Linked DNA regions of Zea mays: region 2 is linked to region 1. Evidence: chromatin contacts called from public Hi-C data. All regions are on one chromosome and are shown on one strand. Each heading gives the region's core, a stretch centred on a gene start, on an enhancer-like site or on the middle of the called end of the contact. The rest is flanking DNA. Distances are from core to core; before and after follow the strand shown.

Region 1 (3,281 bases), core at 437-2,936:
AAAACCGATGTAATCACATCGAGTTAGTTGCTTTTGGTTTGCTCAGCTCCACCGAAAGGCAGGGGGCATATGTTGAGCACCGTTTTGAGCCTGGCGGACGGTCCGGCCCTGAGGCCGGACGATCCGCGGTCCGGACAGTCCGCGCCTGTGGGCCGGACGGTCCGCGCATGCGCAGAGCAGTTTAGGGTTCCGAGTTTTGTGCCATGTTTGTTGGTTAGATTTGCGAAATTAGCTCGGAATCCAGTCGTGTAAAGGGTCTAGCCCCCCTCCTCTATATAAAGAGAGGTCTACGACCGATTTGTAATCATCAATCGAATCAATACAACTTCTATTCACATTTATTTCCAGTACAATTAGGAGTAGTTCTAGTCTAGTTCTAGTTTAGCCTCTCAATCCCCAAATTCTTCGCCTCTCTTCGACTCTACGCCGATTAGAGGAGTCTAGGTCGGCCGGCCCGAGCCTAGAAAACCCCTAGGATCTCTCCTCCCCGACGGGGTCCCTCCCGGGAGCGAGATCCAGGCGCCGCCGGCAATCTTCCGCCGCGCGGACCGTCCGGCCGTCAGGCAGGAAACCCTAGCCCCTGCGCCAAGTCGCGGACCGTCCGACCCTAGGCCGCGGACCGTCCGCGCCTGACCAGAGAGCACCGCCGCCGGTTTTTCTTGAGTATTTGGCGCTCCGAAAAAGCGTCAACAATGGGACTGTCACATTAGCCCTAAAAACTCCGAAAAACATCAAAGGTGAGCGAAACTATAGCCAAAATATTTTTTACGTGCTATTTTTAGATCTAAATTTGCTACACGTGTTATTCCTATTATAATTAAAGTAAATTTAAGAATTTTATAGAGCTTACAAAAAGATAATTGTACCCTAAATAAAACACCAATTCAAATTAATCTAGATCCATCCAACAAATAACGTCTCAATGCAACCCCCTTCGTCGCTGCTCCCGGTCTCTCCCCCGTTCTCTTTCTCTTGCTATGGTCTCTGCCACCGATCCTGATGGACGGGCAAGACGACGACTGAGCCTTGCTCTCCACCGGGGATGCACGAGGACGATGGCACGGCGAGCACCTCCTCCGACGGTGCGAGCGGTGCTCGTCGCTCGTCTGCTTCCGCCAAGCGGCACCAAGGTCGATGAGGCGGCTCAGACAACGATGTAGGTGAGGGGATGTGTCCTGGACTTAGGACTGTTTGTTTCAGCTTATAGATTATATAATTTAAATTATATAATCCAGATTATAATCTAGATATATTATAATCTAGATATATTATAATCGGTTGTACCGGACCGAAACCGATGAGGGACGGTTTTCGGTTGTAAAACGGATCGGTGAACCCTGAGTCCAGCCCCCGGAGCAAGAGGAAACGGCCTGCGGCGCCGCGTCGGCCGTGGGGCCGACCGCCCAGCGAGCGAGTCGTCATGGAAACGAGGAATCGTCGCGCCGCCCTGCGTCATCAAGTCACCTGCTCTTCCAAAGGTCCAACCGGCCCTTGGTCGTGGCGTCGCTGTCCGAGCGCCAGACAAGAGACAGGGGAGATGAAAAAGAGGCGGTGGTGGTTCGAGTGTGAATATGCCGGTGGGGAGGGCTCTGCCTCCCCAGGATACTTCGCCCCCCGTTCCACCGCGAGCCCTTCCGGCTTCCGCCTCTGTTCCGCCGCTCCAGCCTCCAGGATCCGTGAGAGGAAAAGTAGTAGCCCCATCCCCAACCGGTCCTAACCCACGGTACCCAATACTTGACTCGGCTCTCTCCATGAGCTACTGTTCCATCTCCATTTCTTCAATCATTTCTCGCCTTTCATGTTCAAGGGCGTTGCTTGCCAACCACGGTATCGTTCTAGCCGCCGGGGCCGAACGAAGGTACTTCTTGGTTCTTGTACTCTTCAGTAGTTTCAGGATTTTGTCCCAAGTCCCAACCCAGGGTTGGCAGTCCCTTTGTGTTCGTGTTGGTGTTCGTATCTAATTCCCTGTGTTTGTTTCGGCTGTAGTCGGGGATGTAATTGAATCCAGCGATCTTTGGATGCTCGTCATACGTGCCAACAGCAGGGTCAATTTCCCTCGAAAGAGAAGGCCGAGGAAATGGAAGCCGGTTTCCTGTGGAAAGAGATCGGTGACCAAGCCGGTGCGGCGAGAATGTCCGGTGGGAACAAGAACAGGAGCCTCGACTGGGATTTGAACGACTGGAGGTGGGACGCCAACCTGTTCCTGGCCACACCAGCGGCCGCCGCGCCATCCGAGTCCATCAGCAGGGAGCTGAGCCGAGGTCAGGGGGAGATCGATTTCGGCGTCGTCGTTGACAAGAGGCGGCGGCTCTCACCAGAGGAGGACGGCAGCGGTGGGTGCAGCAATTCTGCGGTAGCAGATGGAGACAACAGTCACGTGGTGTGTGTTCAGAGAGGGCGGAACACTGAGGAGACGAGACCCAGGAAAGGTGCCAATTCGAGCACCACTCCTTCTTGCCAGGTTGACGGCTGCCAAGCTGATCTTAGTGGTGCCAGGGACTACCATAAGAGGCACAAGGTGTGTGAAGCGCATACCAGGACAACAGTGGTCTGCATCAATAATGTAGAGCATCGGTTCTGTCAGCAGTGCAGCAGGTTGGTCACCAATTTCGTTGTGAGATTACAGCTGCTGAATTTTTTTTCTCCAGCAAGAGTCCTGTGCCCTACCTGTATTGGAGAAAGAAAAAGAAACACTTCTCCGGTACAAAACCCAAAGGGGGAAATAAAAGAGATAAAAAGGCTCATTACCTTGGTGTCACAGGCACACAACACAAACGAATTACTGATCGTTAACCTTGAGAAATGCTGAACACATTAGTTTTTTTTGCTCCATGATAGGATCCGTTCATAAATAAGTTGGTGTAGGTCAGAGACTCAGAGTTGAAACCCAACCGAAAGCACAAGTCTAAGGTTCAACCACTTGGATAGTTGTTTTTCATGCACTCTTATTTAAGACTAAAGCAAACTTTATATATTCCATCCTTTCAAGTCTTTTTTACTGTTTCTTTTTATGTCAACTTTGGTCTTCTCTTGTCTCTGTTCCCATTGCTATCCCCTTAGGATCCCACTAGGCACTAGTGCCTTTAGAGGTCTTCGTTCTACGTGTCTGAACCATCTCAACCGGTGTTGGACAAGTTTTTCTTTAATTGGTGCTACCCCTAGCCTATGACATCATAGTTATAGGCTCAATCTCTTCTTGTTCGACCACAAATTCATTATCGCATACATATTTCCGCAATAGTTATCTGTTGGACATGTCATATTTTTGTAGGCCAACATTT
Region 2 (3,489 bases), core at 897-3,396, 220 kb before region 1:
GCCTGCAACCACCCTTTGCAGTAACAACTTGTAAGTACGCATGATGGACCCGAGTGGTTGCATCCAAAACCGTTACCTCGATCATGCGCCAGCTACCAAATATAGTGGTTTCGGATATTCCCAGGATCACCAAACAAGAAAATGACTGAACTACAGAACCTACTGTTGTTACTGTTAAGAAGGGGAGCCTTGAACTTACAGAGAACCAGTGAGGACTGCAAAGATGACGTTCATGACCTTGGCTCCCGTGTACCCCTTCTCCAGGATGAGCTTAGCGCCATACCAAATCCCTAGCGAGTAGCCGCAGAAGAGGAGCACCATGACCGTGCCCATTCCAAGCCCAGTGGCGAGGCCCTCTCGGACGCCGGACTTGTACGCGTTCTTCAAGGACATGTTGTACTTGTCCACCGCCCGTTTCTCGCCGGTGAAAGACGCGACCTGCAGCAGCAGGAGGAGGTTTCGTCAGTCAGTCATGGTCACACATGTGTGTACTGTTTCGTTTGTGTGCTCTCACCGTTCTGATGGAACCGATGGTCTGCTCCACCACCACCGACGATTCCGCGTAGGCCGCCTGGCCCAGGGACGCCATCTTGGTGACGACGTTGGACATGACCGCGCCCGCCAGGACGAGCGGCGGGATGGTCGCCATCATGACCAGGGTGAGCAGCCAGCCCTGCGCGAAGGCGACGATGAAGCCGCCGAAGAAGGTCACCAGCAGCTGGACGAACTTGCCGACCTTCTCGCCCATGGCGTCCTGGATGAGCACCGTGTCGCCGGACATCCTGCCCACGACCTCGCCGGTGCTGGTGTACTTGTCGAAGAAGGCGATCTCCTGCCTGAGGATCGTCTTGAGGTACAGGTTCCGTATCCGCGCCGCCTGACGCTCGCCGGTGATCATCCAGCAGGTGACCTCTGGTCGGACGGCGAACAGTTGAGTGCTCAGTGCTCAGTGTCTGGCCGCGTTACGCAAGAGGTGGAACTTACGGACGAAGGAAGCGACGGCGGAGGCCATGGCGAGGTAGACGAAGTCGAGCGAGACCATGGACACCCGGCTGACGACGTCGTGGACGCTGAGCGCGCCACCAAAGGCGTCGATGAGGTTGCCGAAGAGCACGGTCATGAAGGGCAAGGCGGCGCCGTTGGCCACGGCCCCGAGCGCGCCCAGCAGCATGAGCGCCACGTCGGCGGAGTCCGCGAACGCGAACAGCCTGTGGAACGGCACCCGCGTCGCCGCAGCGCCGGGGGGCTCCCCCGCCCCGCGCCCCTTGGCGCCATTGCCCGGGCTCCGAGCCGAGGGGCCGGACGCGGACGCCGTGCCTGCCGCCGGCTGCAGGGCATCCGCCTCGGCGGGTCTCCAGGACTCCGGCATGGCTGCCGCCGGCGCTCACGAATCCCCCCTCCCCCGCGCGAGATCGGGCAGTGCTGGTCGGCGCAGAACGCGCGGTGTGCCTCGGCTCCGCTCGCCCTTGCCTTCGTATGGTTGTTGCCTACCTCCTAGCTCCTGCATACCACCAGCAGCGCCTCACTCGCCACCTGCCACGGCCCAATAATTGTACACACATTCAGCAGCGGATCCATCTCAGTGCCTCACAGCTAGAAAGAAGCTCGCAGTAGTAGAAATCCGGGGAGCAGAGCAGCACAAGAGCAACAGCAAATCTGAATCTATACCGCCGACGAGGAATTCCACCAGCGCAAGAAGACCGATTTGGGAGATAAAGGAGGGCAGGTGGGGGATGGAGGTAAGAGTTTGGAAATGGATGCGAGCTTGGCGAAGAAGTGGTGTGGCTGGCCTGGAGAAGGGAAAACCGAGCAGGGAAAGAGTTGGCAGCTTTCGCACTTGCCCGCCGGATGCGGACGCAGAGGCCAGCAGTCCAGCACCCGCACCGCACCGCACCACCGGGGAAAGAGAGAGAGAGAGAAAATGCAAGCTTGAGACGGGGAAAGAGAGAGAGAGGAGAACGGCGCCTGGTAGTGATTAAAATCTAGTAGGAGACAGCAGTACGGTGGTTTCGGTATCCATGGCGGGCGAGCAAGCATATAAAAATGTGAGAGGCTACCAGTACCACTACCATACCACGCGCTACTCACCATGGCGGCAGTGTCACAGGGTGGGATAAAGCATCCGTGCTCCGTCTCCCACTCGCCGAGCCGGTGGTTATAATTGCTGGATGGATGGATGGATGGATGCTGGGTATTTATAGATGTGGGCCTTCCGTCCACAAATCACAATTCAGCTTTTGTTTATGTGGTAGGAGTATCCCTTATAGGTTGATGGTCGCGGGTTAGGCAGTCTGACAGACAGACAGACAGACAGCAGGGGTGTCCGTGTCGTGGTGGGATCACGTGGTGGCATCCCACATGAGGGCTTGTTCGGTTATTCCCAATACACATGGATTAGATGAGATTGGAAAAAATTGAGAAAAAGTTTGACTTGTTTGGGATTAAAACCCATCCAATCCCACTCAATCCACATGGATTGAGAGCTAACCGAACAAGCCCTGACATGGATGGGACCTAATCTCCTATCCGATGTTTACCACACTAGTAAATAATACGATAGCAGCTGCTAATGACCGCGGTCCATACGGCCATACCCCCGTGCGTTGTGTCTTTTGTGTGTGTGTGTGTGCATTCGCTACTACCCTGCCGGCTGCAGCAGGCACACGGTACCCTTGTGGATGGCACTGCTGCAATATGGCGCGCACGCAACAGCTGAGGCTCGGCACGCGTGCTTGCATTGGCCGAGGTCGACTAGATAGGATGTGGTGTGGATCGATCAACTGGCTCGCCATGCCGTGAGGGCCTGCGTGCCCGTGACATTTTGCGACTTTTCCTGGTCTTTGATGTGGTCGGTCATACGAGGACGAAAAATGCTGCTCTTCTTCTTTGTGGTACAAGTAGCAAGTACTAGGTTACTGTGTTGTGTTGGTCGCTTGTGATGCTGGAGTAGTTACGCGCCCGGGGGGCCGACCGCGCGAGATACGAACGATCCAAGTCGGATCGGATACTAGTGTATCTGGTCGTATGGAATACCCTCTATCTAGCTAGCATGCGGCCTAGATACGGCACGCACCCTCCAGTCCTGCTGCACGCACGCCCAGCGCCTGCCCGTGTGCGTGTGGTGTGTTACTTTTTTTTTTTTTTTTTTGTCACGGCCGTGAAAACGAGACGAAATGAAGAATCCGCCATGGCTGGCAACGGCAACAGAACCGAGGGCGCAGCAGTAGGTCCTCCCACGCGTTTTGGCCCCGCCCTTCCCTCCGTCCTGCTGCCACGCCCATCCCGTCCGTGGTGGCCAGTGGTCACGCTCCCACCGGCACGGCGCCGGCGGTGCGCGGCCTCTCAAGGCAGCGAGAGAGATGCGCGAGCACGGGGCGCATGCGGTGGCGCGCTCTGCTGATCGCTGCTCTGGTTTTAGTTTGCGGTTTGTCTGCCTGGTTGGCTGGAGGGACTGGGGTTGGCGTTTCGCTTTGGGGGACCCGTGTCTCC

The links. Hi-C and Micro-C count contacts between places; a contact is called where the count stands out from the background.
Region 2: a Hi-C map of leaf mesophyll shows a contact between it and region 1, with 2.9 times the contacts expected there. The contact joins the promoter of LOC100194270 here to the promoter of sbp9 in region 1. A contact is called at or near these places in 12 of 25 Hi-C or Micro-C datasets (bundle sheath, ear, endosperm and 4 more).

The regions. Positions count from the first base shown.
Region 1 is chr8:519,659-522,939 of Zm-B73-REFERENCE-NAM-5.0, reverse strand. It overlaps sbp9 (SBP-transcription factor 9), which reads left to right and starts at 1,686. Exons shown (of 12, transcript NM_001362258.1): 1 at 1,686-1,858; 2 at 1,987-2,595. The coding sequence starts at 2,078.
Region 2 is chr8:742,087-745,575 of Zm-B73-REFERENCE-NAM-5.0, reverse strand. It overlaps LOC100194270, which reads right to left and starts at 2,146. Exons shown (of 11, transcript NM_001359439.1): 1 at 2,089-2,146; 2 at 985-1,533; 3 at 515-912; 4 at 200-438. The coding sequence starts at 1,369.